Linked DNA regions of Mus musculus: all the other regions are linked to region 2. The links are chromatin contacts, called in public Hi-C, HiChIP or PLAC-seq and promoter capture Hi-C maps. All regions are on one chromosome and are shown on one strand. Each heading gives the region's core, a stretch centred on a gene start, on an enhancer-like site or on the middle of the called end of the contact. The rest is flanking DNA. Distances are from core to core; before and after follow the strand shown.

Region 1 (3,333 bases), core at 111-2,610, 140 kb after region 2:
ATTAAAGGCATAAGCTATCTGCTTTTTAAAAAGGTGTATTTATTCATATGTATGTTTTTGCTTATGTGTATATATGTGCACCATTTGTATTCCTGATGCCTGCAAATGGTCAGAAGAGGGTTGTGGATCCCCTGAAACTGGATGGTTGTGGGCCACTGTGTGGGTGCTAGCGACTGAATCCAGAAGCAAGAAGTGTTTTTTGTTTTTTTTTAAAGATTTATTTTGTTAATATATGTAAGTACACTGTAGCTGTCCTCAGACACTCCAGAAGAGGGAATCAGATCCTGTTGCGGATGGTTGTGAGCCACCATGTGGTTGCTGGGATTTGAACTCTGGACCTTCGGAAGAGCAGTCGGGTGCTCTTACCCACTGAGCCATCTCACCAGCCCCCGCAAGGAGTGTTTTTAACTACTGATAATCTCTCCTGAGCTCTGCTTTTAAGACAGGGTTTCATGTAACCCAATGTCGAATTTAGCTGGTATCCAAGGTGGCCCTTGTACTGCTTGGCACAGACACCTTCCAAATGCTTGGTTTATATGGATGTGCTTGCATCCTATCTGACTTGTATTTGTCTTAATAATTTTAAAATTTAAAATTCTAACTAGAGGGCTGGTGAGATGGCTCAGTGGTTAAGAGCGCCACCTGCTCTTCCGAAGGTCCCGAGTTCAAATCCCAGCAACCACATGGTGGCTCACAACCATCCGTAACGAAATCTGATGCCCTCTTCTGGAGTATCTGAGGACAGCTACAGTGTACTTATATATAATAAATAAATAAATCTTTAAAAAAAAAATTCTAACTAGAATAACTGGATACCGCGATCATCTGGTTTTGGTTTCAAGAGCTTTTGATGTAACAGCGTTTTTGGAAAATGAAGCGCTGCTTTGTAGCAAGTACCATACCTACCCTAATGTAATTCTGTATTTTGGAAAGATTGAGGGGGTGTGGGTTTGTTGTGCTGTACATCTGGTGACAGATATTTTCCCTCTACCAGCAGCAAATAGCCCTAAGTTAATCACTTTAAAAGTATCTGTTCGTGGCTGGAGAGATGGCTTAGGTGTTAAGAGCACTGCTCTTCCAAAGGTCCTGAGTTCAAATTCCAGCAACCACATGGTAGCTCACAACCATCTTAACAAGATCTGACATCCACTTCTGGAGTGTCTGAAGACAGCTACAGTGTACTTACATATAATAAATTAATAAATCTTTAAAAGTATCTGTTCGATTAATATAACATCCATTTTTGTAAGTGCAAGCCTTGAGATTCGTATGTGACCAGAGGGCTTAGCGAGTTAGAGTTAGGCGCGGGGCGGAGCAGAGTATCTGTCAGCTGTGGGGGCGGGGCTCAGGGTCATGCCCCGCCCACCGGCGCCATCTTCCAGGACCCGGGCGGGGCCCTGGGCTGTGGGGCGCAGCTGGGAAAGGAACGCGGGTTACCACCCGGCCTCAAAGCTGGTTTCAGAGGTACAGGCTCAGGTGAACAGGGCGGGGGGGTGACGGTGGCGGGAAAGGTGGTGAAGTGGGGGAGCCACGGCCACCGTGAAAGAACGTGACAGTGTCAGGCAGCGCTCTGCACTCATCCGGCTCCTTCCTACTGGCACGCTGCCTCAATCTGAAGTTTTAAGTTCTTTTTAGTTTTCTGGAAAAAGTAAGTTTGGACATCTATGATCTGTTTTAGGACTGAGACTGATTGTGAAGGGCGAGGATGTAGGGCTTCTTAGCGTTCTGCAATGAGCAGAGTAGGCCATGGTGTTTGGGGACGGAAGAAGGAGGCTCTCACTGTGGCCCACTGTTTCCATCCTGGATTGAATGTTCTGTGCCTTCTCCTCTAGGAGGCCTTTCCCAGGGGCCCAGGACTGCCCCGGAGGACAATGGAGTCCGGAGCTCGCCCCATTGGTAGCAGCTGTAGCAGCCCTGCAGCACTCTCCCGGGAATACAAACTAGTGATGCTGGGTGCCGGTGGAGTTGGGAAGAGTGGTAGGTAACCATTTCTGTTTGCCACACAACGTTTGAAAAGCAACCCAGATGGGTTACTGGCTCTTGTGCAAAATTGATAGCTAAAATACTTCCTGGTCACAGTGTCCTGAGTTGCATCTCTTGTTTTGAAGCCATGACAATGCAGTTCATCAGCCACCGATTCCCAGAAGACCATGACCCCACCATTGGTAAGTCAGCTCCTTGTTTATATTTCCAGATACAGCCTGGGAAAGTATCTCAATAGAGTTAGAGCTTAAAAAGTAATATTTATATCCTAAGCTTGTTTGTGTATGTAATTCATACTTACTTAGAGACCAGAATAAACATTTGAGTATTTATTTTAGACTTCATATGCACATTTATGCTATCTTTAGTCTTCAGATTACATTGGTAGACAAACTGTCTTTTTTATTTAAGGACATATAATGTATTGTTAGATTAAAGGAAAAGTTTAACGACCACTCAATGAAACCTTTTCTTGCTGTCACTGTTCAGGGTCTGACATGAGACTAACCCTGAAGGATGAGTCAGCTGGTTTGAACTTCCACAAAAGGAAGCAGAAAAACAAGTAGAGCCAGCCTGCTGAACTCTTAGAACCAATCTTCCACTTAGAGCTCTTCCTTTATTTCCTTATCCTTGCAGCTCATTATATAGTACTGTCTTCTCCTGTGTCTTTGTCATCTTTGGCTGTCATAGGTTGGTGGAATGCTAGTGGGGTAAATCTGTCTCCCTGACACCCCCACCTGGGGATGGAACCTGAGACTCTAGCCGAGCATACCATGCAAGGGCTCTGCCACATCCCCAGCCTTGTTTTCTCTTGTTTTAAGTTGTGTTATTGTCTTCCTTGATAACAGGTCAAAGCCTAAGCTAGCCTTGAACTCGTAACACTCCTTCTGCTTAGTCTGAGAGTAGAGGCATGAACCCCATGCCCAGTTCTGTAGTTCGTGGATTATATTGTTGTTATTAGCTGCTATCTGCTATAGACTGAAATGTTACAAAATCATAAGGAAGCAGTTTTGATTCTGAGTGATTATCTTAAAGAAATGTTGGGCTGAGGAGGGCACAAAGCTCTGCCATTAGCTGGGAGTGATGACAGACATCTGTAATGCCAGCACTTGGGAAGCAAAAGCAGGAGGAGTGTGCATTCAGCACCAGGCTTGGTGGCATAAAGGTTGGCCAAGAGTAATGGTAAGATCCTCTGTCAAAACACAAACAAAAGCCAGCTGATCTCTGCCTATGCTCATTTTATTCAGCACATACATCTGTGGGGTTGGGAAAACTAGAAATACTTCTAGTCTTTTGTTTTTGTTTTTGTTTTCAAAAACAGGGTTTCTCTCTGTAGCCCTGGCTGTCCTC
Region 2 (3,160 bases), core at 215-2,714:
CGAGCACTGGGCATACACATGGTGCACATATGTACATGCAGGCAAAACACTCAAACACATAATAATAAAGTATTCTAAAAAAAAAGTAAATAGTTGTAAGAAGTCAATCAAGCCAGGCAGCCATGGCGCACACCTTTAATCCCAGCACCAGAAGGCAGAAGCAAGTGGATCTCAGAGTTCAAGACCAGCCTGATCTACATAGAGTTCAGGTATATAAAGAACCCCCTCCCCACAAAAAATGGGGGGTAGGTCAATCAAAGGGTTAGGCATTGTTAGCATTTTGTTTAAGCTCCACCCCACAGTTACCTGGCAACAGCCAGGTGTGCCTGACTCACTATAAAAGGGGCTGCTTGCCCCTCCTCTCTCTCTCTCTTTCTCTCTCTCTCTGTCTCTGTCTCTCTCTTTCTCTCTCTCTCTCTCCACTCTTTCTTTCCATGAGCTGATGGCCAGCCTCTACTTCTCCCTCTCTCTCTCTCTCTCCTAACTCTCAGCTCCTCTTCCCATGCCCTGAATAAACTATTCTATACTATACTGTCCTGTGGCTAGTCCCTGGGGGTGGGGGGAAGGGATGCCTCAGCATGAGCCCGCGGTGGCATTCCCTAACCCCACACCTTACCACACATCCACCAAACACATTTCCTCTCCTTATCTTTTTATAAACACAACAGGCATGGTGACACATGCCTTTAATCCTAGTTTCACTTAGACAATAGAAGCCAAGGGATCTCTTGTGAGTTCTAGGCCAGTCTCAAAAAAAGAAGAAAAAAAAGAAGCATAGGGTGTCTGTCCCAGGAGAGCCAGGCGCAGTGGGAGAAGGTTCTCTCATCACCCCACCAGCATCTATAGTAGTGCCAGAGCACAGAGCAGGTGCAGAGTAAACCCATCCTGGATGTAAGAGTGCTACAGAAGGGATGTGGAAGAACTCTCCTGCACATGTGCTATAAGCATGTTTACATGTTCATGTGTTTATGCACATGTGTGTGTGCACATGTAGAGTTCAGAGGAGAACTTGTCGGTGCCCTATTAAATGGGTCCAAGGATTCAAACTCAGGTGGGCAGGCATGGTGGCAAGTGCCTTTACCTGCCGAGGGGTCTCTCTGGCCCTGTTTACTAGTTGTCTGAAGTCTCTATAAAGTGCTAATTACATAAGGCAGTGACTAGCAGCTTGGAAATCTAAGAATTCAAGGAAAGGCTATATCAGCTACTTCAGCCTTAAAACAAAGTCGGCGACTCTTTGAACTTTGAAATTGTGCCTATGCAGCTTATTTCGTTTTAGTTTAAACAGAGGGGTTTTCCATGGGGTAAGCATTAATGAGAAGAAATTGGAGGACACACAGGAAAGAGTCAAGGACTCTAGGTAACTCAACTCCTTTGGGGTATCAGCCGCCATAAAGGGGAAGGTGGGGCTTGTTTCAGAACTACAACATCCATAAGGCACAGGAAGGGACATCAGGGTTTCCGGTCAGATCCGTTTCCGGTCTTTCGGAGGCTGACGTTGTTTTCCGGTTGTCTGTGGCCCAGGGAGGCGTTTGGGGTGCTCACGGTGAGTCTGGGAGACGCAAGAGCGCTGGGGTCCCCGCTGACCCCGCCTGGCCGGCAGCGCGGTACACACTGCTGTGGCTTGGGCTCGCGGCTGCGGACCTGGCGGCGGGGCTGGAGTGTGGCGCCGCACAGGCTGCCTGGCTGGCAGTGTTTCCCATGCTTGGGTCGATTGCTCACTTTGCTTTTTTCCAAAGATGAGGCTGCTGGCGGTTGTGGTGTTGGCTCTGTTAGCCGTCAGTCAAGCAGAAGAAGGAGCCAGGCTTTTGGCCTCCAAATCATTGCTCAACAGATACGCTGTGGAAGGGAGGGACCTGACCCTGCAGTATAACATCTACAACGTCGGCTCCAGGTAACGGCCTAGAGTTCGCCAGCTTCCTTCTGAATTCCGAGTTTCCACGTGGGCATAGAGAACGTTTTGTTGGGGAGTGAATTCTCTTTTGGAGTCCTCCAGTATCGAGTGCAGTGTGTGAGTGAGTGAATGAATGAATGAATGAATATACTAGAGGGCTTACCTTTGTCGGGTGCTTTTTGAAGGTGAAGACATCCTTAGGTGAATTACAAGAAACCACTTTGGGGTCTCAGAAGGCTTTCAAAGGCAGGGATAAATTCAGCTTGTGAAAAAGGAAATGCAGACACAGAGTGTACATCTGTCCTCTTACCTCGGGTGCGGACTCCCAGCTTTCTTCTTTCACTTACAATCACTTTTTTTGTTGTTTGTTGTTTTTCAAGGCCGAGTTTCTTAACTGGCTGTCGAAGAGTCCACTCTTAGACCAGGCTGGCCTCAAACTCACAGACATCTGTCTGTCTCTCACACTGCTTCCCGAGTGCTGGGATTAAAGGCATGGGCCACCACTGCTGGCTCCTATGAGCACTTTTTTGTTGTTCTTTCCTTTTATATATTTTTCCATTTATATCTTACTTCCCCTGTCTAGAATTAGAGCAAGATTACCTTTGGCAATTCACTTCTGAGCAACAGAATCCAGGCCTTGATCTGGATTCTTCAAAACAGGCCCAACTTACTATGGGGGTTTCTTTTGACCAGCAGGTGGATTTTCCAGTCAGTTCCCTTAGTTTTATGTCCCTCACTCTTATTTACTATATGTAAGTACACTATAGCTGTCTTCAGACACTCCAGAAGAGGGCATCAGATTTCATTACAGATGGTTGTGAGCTACCATGTGGTTGCTGGGATTTGAACTCAGGACCTTCGGCAGAGCAGTCGGAGCTCTTAACTGCTGAGCCATCTCGCCAGCCCTGTCCCTCACTCTTTATTTCCTCTGCTTTCCAGCGCTGCATTAGATGTGGAATTATCTGACGATTCCTTCCCTCCAGAAGACTTCGGCATTGTCTCCGGTATGCTCAATGTCAAATGGGACCGGATTGCCCCGTATCCTTTTTTTTAATGGGTGGTGAGGGCTGGGGGAGGAACATTGCCTGGAAAACATCAAGGGGGCTGCAAACAGACTGGATGTGTGGTCTGTTTCTTGTCATATATCTGGGGAGGATGAAGTATCAGCTGAGTGAGTGTGCCTTCTTCCTTCAGGCTGTAAGGCTGTCTGTATCTCCCAAGCTCCATTAGGGAGATGCAGGCATATAAAGGTATCTGTGGCTATGAATG
Region 3 (3,379 bases), core at 466-2,965, 190 kb after region 2:
GTCAAATGGGAACAAGGGCTGAGGGGTGTGAAGATCCATTGTCTGGATGCTTTCGCTGAGATCTGATGGCTTGTTATGTGGAGAACATTGGGTTCCGTTCAGTTACATATGCCTCTTACTTGGGAGTGAGAAAGCCATTTTTATTTTATTTTTTTAAAGATGGCTTGTGTCTCTACCCTAAATTTTGGAACCTAATGTTCACACCTGGATTGTCTGAGGGATATACTCTCTTAAGGAATATGAAGGTTCTAGGTTCGCTCTGCAACAACTCTTACTTGATTCCTCCAATCGAAGGACAATTTTATTTTACTTATTTATGTGGTGTGGAGCACAGCATGAGAAGTTTGCGCTCCTGGATCGTTATGGAGGAGTTCCCCAAGAGGAAACGACTTGGCCAAGCCTCTCTTGCTTTCTTTCCCACCTATTTACCACAGCACTTTCTGCCCCAGGGAGTGTAAAAGTGCTCTGAGAACCCAGAGGGCTAGGTCGCAGACCAGCCACTCCGAGATGACGTAATGCTTTCTGTGGTACACAAAGCAGCCTCCCCCGGGCTGGGCCTCTCCAGCCCCTCCCCCAGGCCAGGATTGCCTCCCTGGCCAGCACCAGCGCGGGTGAGTACCCCTATTTGAAAAGCCAGACCGGGAAAACAGGGAACAAAGGCCCCGGAAGGGGCGCCTAGGCACTGCCAGGAGGTTCAGAAATAGACATCACGTCATCTCTCCGCCCGGCGGCGCCAAGCGCCATTTGGTAACACCGCGAAGGACTACACCATTACGGTGCAGAATGAAGCATGCAGGGCTAGCATTTTACCCCAGCCCTAGCAACCCTCTGACCGGCTTAAGGAGTGGCTTCATTTGTGCTCCCCACCCCCGCACCCTGCTTTCCCTGGAGGCCTCCGCCTCCCTTGGCTTCCAGCCATACAGCCCATAGTCTCCACGCTGCCATCTTGATGTCCCATCCCCCTTGCCACTTTCCTCTTCTGCAGCCCTCAGAAGTAGGAGGGGGAGGAAGGGGCACCGCCCTGCGTGCCCCTAGGGGGAGGGCTCGGCCTACCTCACCTCTCTTCCTCCAGAAAGAGGGGTGGGGGGGGGTTGTTCACATCCTCCGCAAGCTTGCCATTTCTCACCTCCAGACGTGCTGACAGTGCACCATCAAGGGTTTACCATCAAGGTTTTAGCATCCTGGACCTACCTATCCTCGGTGGCACTCTGCCCTTGCCAGAGCCTGCATCCCACAGCTGAAATTCAGAGGTTCTCCACAGCCTTCTACTCATGACCTCAGGCCCTATTCTGGCTGGGCTGGCAATGAGAGGGTCCCATTTGGACTTCACTCCCCGCCCATTCCTCAGCTATCTGGCATTGCAACGGCACTGATCGCCCCCAAATTAGTTTGTCAGGCTCTACTTACCAAAGCTGGGGCGTATATTTGTGATCTCAGCCATGTTGTAATCAGAGGCTGTTGATAGAAACACTTTTGCAGAGGTCAGACAACTTTGGGAATCTCGGTCAGTACCGAGGCCGCGGCTGTAGACCTCCAGATCAGGGGAGGGGAAGGTGCATGGCCGATTGCCCCTGCAGTACGATCCCTGGTTGCTAGCTGCGCTTTCCTCTTAGATGCTCCAGGGATGCTCTGAGCTAAGGATGCAGGTGCAGTCAGACTGGTCCTGATGAGAGATAGGCTCCGCCTCTTCCCGAACGGCCCTCGGCAGAAGACTCCGCCTCTGCCCGAAAGATTCCGGAAGCTCTTCGAGAGAAGACCCCGCCCACTGCCGAGTTTTTCCGAGGATGAGTCTCCGCCCATTCACAGGCTGTGGGCGTTTGTGGCTAAATTTCAAAGCCCATTAAGAAGTGTAGGTGTTTAGCTAGCTCAGTCGCACATCCTTGTGACTATAGCACTCAAGTGGGTGAGGAAGGAGAGTCAAGGACAGTCTTGGATAGGTCTCCAAATACAGAAGGGCAGGAAGATAGTCGCTTTAGCGTCTTCTGAAGCTGTAATTCTAGTTGCCTGAGTTTATATAGCTAGAAGCTGAACCTTCTGGGTCCGAGGAGTTGAGAAAAGCAAAATTCTATACTGTTTCAGTATTGATGGCTATTATTTTAGCGCACTCCTGAAACAGTAAAGGCATTTATGGAAACTGACTAAAGATTGAAACCTGGGTAGAAGCAGAAGGATCAAGAGTTTCAGGCCAGTCTGACGTGTATAACAAGAACCTATCTCAGAAAAGCAGAGACAATAATAAAGACTTAAAGTCGGCTGGGCAGTAGTGGTGCATGCTTTTAAACCCAGTACTCTGGAGTATAAAACACCAGAAAATATGCAAAATAATAATAATAATAATAATGATAATAATAATGAGTCGCTTCACCCTGCTGCACATGCTCGGGTGGCTCTGACTTTAGATTGAGGACATGGGAACATGTGGCCGAGGTGGGGGCTCTTTCTCGGAACCTGGCTTTTCTCCGCAGTTGGAGATTCCTTTGTCTCTGCTAATGGCCTGTCACCTTTCTTTTCCTTTGTAGGGTTTGGGTTTTGATTCCAAGATCAGGCCAGCTGTGACCAAAAGAGTGCTTTTGGTTTCTTAATGCGCCCCCCCCCCCATAAGAGAAGAGAAGTTGTGATTTTTTAAAAAGACAGTCTCTCTCAACCAGGCTGCTCTGCAACTCATTTGTGTAGCCTATACTGGACTGGAAATCTCCTATTGATAGGATTACAATCTCCTATTGAGCCACCACTGCCTGTCAAGAGTAATTTTAATTACATTTATTGACAGGGTCTTGGGTAATACAGACTGACCTTGAACTTACTGTGTAGTCCAGGCTGGTCTTGAACTCCTTTCAACACCTGCCAAATGCTAGTGTTACAGTCATAGACCACCCTGCCTAAAAAGTGTATTTTTTAAGTTAGAGAAACTACTAGAAAAGATGAATGAATTGATTTTTAAAGTTTCCTGATTATTTTTCCTAAGCATAATTTGTATCATCACTGAAACTCAAAACTTTTTATTTTTGAAATTATTATACTCAATTGGGAAACTGCTTTTATACTACTTGCAAGGAAAAGACCACTGCATTTTTAGTTAACCTGGTATTTGGAGGCTAAAGAGAGATAACTGGAAATTAAAGGTTATACTACAAAAGACATGATGATTTTAAACAGGAAGGTATTCGTGGTACAGTGTACCATAGCCAACTTAAAACAAATGTCAACTCTGTATTTGTACATACATATATAAATACACACAATATGGATTCAAGTTTCCAAATTTAGGTTTTTTTTTTTTGAGACAGGGTTTCTCTGTATAGCCCTGTTCTGGAACTCATTTTGTAGACCAGGCTGGCCTCGAAACCAGAAAAAAAATGAATTTTTGAACATTATGGCT
Region 4 (3,451 bases), core at 700-3,199, 160 kb after region 2:
GCGCTGGACTTGACCAGCTGCAACAGGATCCTTCTGCACACGTTTATTGGGAGAGCTTGATTGCAGAGGCGAAGAGACCCCGAGCCCAGAACTGGTGCTGCTTTTATAGGCCTAGGAGAGGCGTGTCTCACACCCGGATTGGTTATGCACTATGCCTCATTTGCATGTTCCTCATCTGATTGGCTACTCTCTCTCTCTGTACCTCACAGAGCCTCATTATCATACCTCATTTGCATGTCTCACATCTGATTGGTTATACTCTCAAAGCCTCATTATCATGCCCGGGCCAGGCAGTGTCTTTGCAAAAAACTTTACTGCATATGTACACATTGGTTGTTTGTCCAAACTTATGCGTGGTGGCCAGCAGTAGCCAACTGCCACTCTGCAACTGCCACTCTGTAACTGCCACTCTGTAACTGCCACTCTGCAACGGCTTCCCACATCTCACCATTAGGGTTTGTTTGTATCTTAAATCTCCACCATTAAAATGGTTGAAAAATACAAGGCCAGCTTGGTGATAAAGGCACTTCCTGCCAAGCCTGACAACTTGAGTTAGGTTTCTGCTATGTGGTAGGGACAACCAGCTCCCTGGAGCTGGAGAGATGCGTCAGAGGTTAGGAGGCTACTCTTTCAGAGGAACCAAATTCAGTATCCTTTCCGCACATTGCTGTTCACCACCCTCTGAACTCCAATTCCAGGGGTCCAGTGCCCTCTTCTGGCTTCCTCGGGCACTGCACATACACAGTGCACAGATGCAGACAAAATACATAGAAGAACCAACTTCCAAAAGTTGTCCATGAATCTCCCCATGTGTATGTTGGCACACAGATGACAGCACTTTACCTGTGCTGGGACTGCAAATACAGAGGCAATCAATTTTATAAGTCTTTGTGCTCAAAATTGTTTTTAGAAAAATAGCTGCCAGGCCATGGGACAGAAGAAGCCAGCAGCCCCGGCACTCAGGAAGGACAGGGGTTCAAAGCAGAGGCTGGCTTTGCTGCAATGAGACTCCCATCTCCAAAACAGGAGAGTGGAGTAGGGGAAGAGCTGTTTGCATGTCAGAAGCCACTGTTCTTGAGGCTTTGACTGACGCAGTAGCTGCTTGCCTCTGTCAGTCACAAGCGTCAGCACGCCACTGAGACCAGGTCGGGGCTTTCCTAGGAAGGCTTTGGCAAGGAATGGGCAAGAAAAGTATCCCGAGGGGGGAGGCAGGAGGTCCAGGAAGAAACAAGGTTGTGTCCCGCAATCATGCATGCCCACCCCGGGGACACACTGTTCCTCTCCAGCACCAGTGCTTACTTCCCCAAGGACTCGACATCTCCTCAGGGCAGTCCTTCAGCCACAATGACCCCTCCTCTCTTTCAAAATTGATTCAGAAATCCCTATGACAGAGATTGGTCCAGCCCAGGACTATAAGGAAAATTGATATTAACCTTGAAGAAATTACTTAGGGGATGTCACCTTGTTTGAGGAGAGGAGAAATCACTCTGGGAGTTAGTTGTTGGTTTTGTGAGATGGGTCTTATTTCTTGTTCTGTAGCTCAGGCTAGCTGAGAGCTCACCTGCACTGTGCTCCAGGTCCCCAGCTTTCACCCATGAGCTGTCTCTCATGTTGGGGTGGACTTTGATGATGCAGCTGTCTTTCAGTCATTTCTGCTCTTGTTAAGTTATCCCTTACCCATATCTCCTTAGGTAATCCCAGAATAAAATTCTTTGATTCACCAACCTGGACTTTGGTAGTGGTATAGTAGGCTCCTTATTTGGGTGAGTATGTTGTGTATCTCCCAGGAAAAGTCTGTCACACTATACCCAGTCCTCTTTATGTAATTGGATGCCATGTTTGTGAGAGATGAGTCTCACTTCTCATTCTGTATCTCAGGCTAGCCGAGGACAGCTCATAGCATCCCCTTGCCTATTTCTCCCAAGTGTATGACTGTATCATGAGAGTGCCTGGTGCCCACAAAGGTCAAAAGAGGATGTTGGATCTTCTGAAACTGGGATATGGGTGGTTGAACCCAGATCCTCTGCAAGAGCAACAACTGATCTTAACTGCTGAGCCATCTCTCTAGCGCCAACACCCAGTCCTTAAAAAAAAAAATAGTTGGTGGGTTGGAGAGATGGCGCAGAGCCTAAGAGCACTGGCTGTCCTTTCAGAGGTACCGAGTTCAAGTCTCAGCAACCATGTGGTGGCTTGTAACTATAATGAGATCTGGTGCCCTCTTCTGGCCTGCAGGCCTACACACAGGCAGAACACTGTATAGATAATAGGTAATAAAATCTTTTTTTAAAAATTAATATTTAGAAAAAAATTAGCATGGTGACACACACCTTTAATTCCAGTACTCAGGAGGCAGAAGCAGAAGCAGGAGGATTTCTATGAGTTGGAGGTCAGCCTATTCTGCATAGAGAGTCCCAGGACAGCCAGGGCTATATAATGAGAACATAATCTATAAATTAATTAATTAATAGAAAATAAAATAAGAACAAAAGGAGGTGGGATTTTCCCCAGCTGTAACCTCAGGATTCAGAAAGCCAAGGTGAGAGGATCACTGTGAGTTACAGACCAGCCTGGAATATAGAATATAGAGCAAGACTGCTGAAGTGGAAACTTAAGGGTTCTTTGGAAAGTCAGTTGTTTTGTGTCACGGCACTCTGGTGGAGTCAGCTTGACAAAGCGAAAGCTGGGAAGCTGGTTCATGAAGCAAAGAGTTTCAAGGAAACCCCCTTCCCGGGGTCTGGCATTTTCTCCCTAATCTATATAAACCATAAAATTAATTTTTCCATTCCCGCATTAGTCTAGTGTATGGATCCACGTGCTCTTTATTTAGTATTACCTTATTGTAAATGCCTTTTAAGATTGTATCCTGAATTAGCTAAAGCCTTTCCCAGTGTTCCAAAATTCCAGTTAGCAGCAAGGAGTTTAACCTATTCAGTAACTAATTAAGCACTACAATAAAATCATAGCCATTAACTCAGTTGTCTATAGTAAGAGACTAAAATTCTCACTAAGATAAAAATTTCATTACAAACTACATTCCATACCAAGAGTAAGTTAATACACTATCCTAGTAATGAGGATCCTTCAGACAAGATAATTAAACAAGGCCTAGAGAATTTCGGGGTCAGTGACACTACATTATTCTTGAGGCGTGTCAAGAGTTAACAACCCTGGTGCTATTAACACTAAGTGTAAAACTCTTGCCTGGCAGAAGGTGCTAATCTCTAGTGTAAACATTTATCTGGTCCCTACAAATTCCCTTTGACATCACTCCCCTTGCATCTGTGCTAATCTCTAGTGTTAAACATTCATCTGGTTCCTTTTGAAGTCACTCCTTTTGCACCTGGAAAAATTCAATGTGCCTTATTCTGTTATGATTTGCAATTTACTCTGTATTATAAAAAGTCTGAGGCTTGACTGGAACATTACATTCAGATCCAACACCTTTCTTGTG

What was found. Promoter capture Hi-C pulls out the DNA fragments that hold promoters and counts their contacts. Hi-C and Micro-C count contacts between places; a contact is called where the count stands out from the background. HiChIP or PLAC-seq counts read pairs in DNA pulled down with a chosen protein or histone mark.
Region 1: a promoter capture Hi-C map of hippocampal neurons shows a contact between it and region 2, with 4 times the contacts expected there. The contact joins the promoter of Rit1 here to the promoter of Ssr2 in region 2. A contact is called at or near these places in 15 of 39 promoter capture datasets (the 3T3-L1 cell line, 3T3-L1-derived adipocytes, the C10 cell line and 10 more), 5 of 484 Hi-C or Micro-C datasets (B cells, the P5424 cell line, Th2 cells and 2 more), 8 of 115 datasets of contacts at active chromatin or transcription factors (the SCID.adh cell line, effector CD8 T cells, embryonic stem cells and 3 more) and 5 of 9 other capture datasets (adipose tissue, embryonic stem cells, liver and 2 more).
Region 3: a contact with region 2 is called in an H3K27ac HiChIP or PLAC-seq map of microglia, with 6 times the contacts expected there. The contact joins the promoter of Syt11 here to the promoter of Ssr2 in region 2. A contact is called at or near these places in 2 of 39 promoter capture datasets (hippocampal neurons and stem cell-derived epiblast-like cells), 1 of 484 Hi-C or Micro-C datasets (bone marrow-derived macrophages), 4 of 115 datasets of contacts at active chromatin or transcription factors (embryonic stem cells and microglia) and 2 of 9 other capture datasets (adipose tissue and liver).
Region 4: a contact with region 2 is called in a Hi-C map of bone marrow-derived macrophages, with 23 read pairs. The contact joins the enhancer-like site here to the promoter of Ssr2 in region 2. A contact is called at or near these places in 11 of 39 promoter capture datasets (the 3T3-L1 cell line, 3T3-L1-derived adipocytes, the HPC-7 cell line and 7 more), 1 of 15 datasets of contacts at CTCF or cohesin (pro-B cells), 53 of 484 Hi-C or Micro-C datasets (B cells, the Ba/F3 cell line, the C2C12 cell line and 34 more), 11 of 115 datasets of contacts at active chromatin or transcription factors (the HPC-7 cell line, bone marrow-derived macrophages, embryonic stem cells and 7 more) and 5 of 9 other capture datasets (adipose tissue, embryonic stem cells, liver and 2 more).

What each region holds. Positions count from the first base shown.
Region 1 is chr3:88,715,494-88,718,826 of GRCm38.p6, forward strand. It overlaps Rit1 (Ras-like without CAAX 1), which reads left to right and starts at 1,361. Exons shown (of 6, transcript NM_009069.4): 1 at 1,361-1,464; 2 at 1,833-1,977; 3 at 2,109-2,165. The coding sequence starts at 1,872.
Region 2 is chr3:88,578,144-88,581,303 of GRCm38.p6, forward strand. It overlaps Ssr2 (signal sequence receptor, beta), which reads left to right and starts at 1,465. Exons shown (of 6, transcript NM_001356317.1): 1 at 1,465-1,543; 2 at 1,737-1,891; 3 at 2,831-2,929. The coding sequence starts at 1,737.
Region 3 is chr3:88,770,884-88,774,262 of GRCm38.p6, forward strand. Syt11 (synaptotagmin XI) reads right to left here and starts at 1,716. Exons shown (of 4, transcript NM_018804.3): 1 at 1,408-1,716. The coding sequence starts at 1,441.
Region 4 is chr3:88,738,137-88,741,587 of GRCm38.p6, forward strand. No RefSeq gene overlaps it. Among named protein-coding and RNA genes, the nearest start is that of Rit1, 23 kb to the left of the region's middle. Within about 2 kb of position 1,950, at least 9 of the 459 cell types and tissues checked have an H3K27ac peak or open chromatin away from gene starts, as enhancers often do. A contact at or near this core is called in bone marrow-derived macrophages, where this site is marked.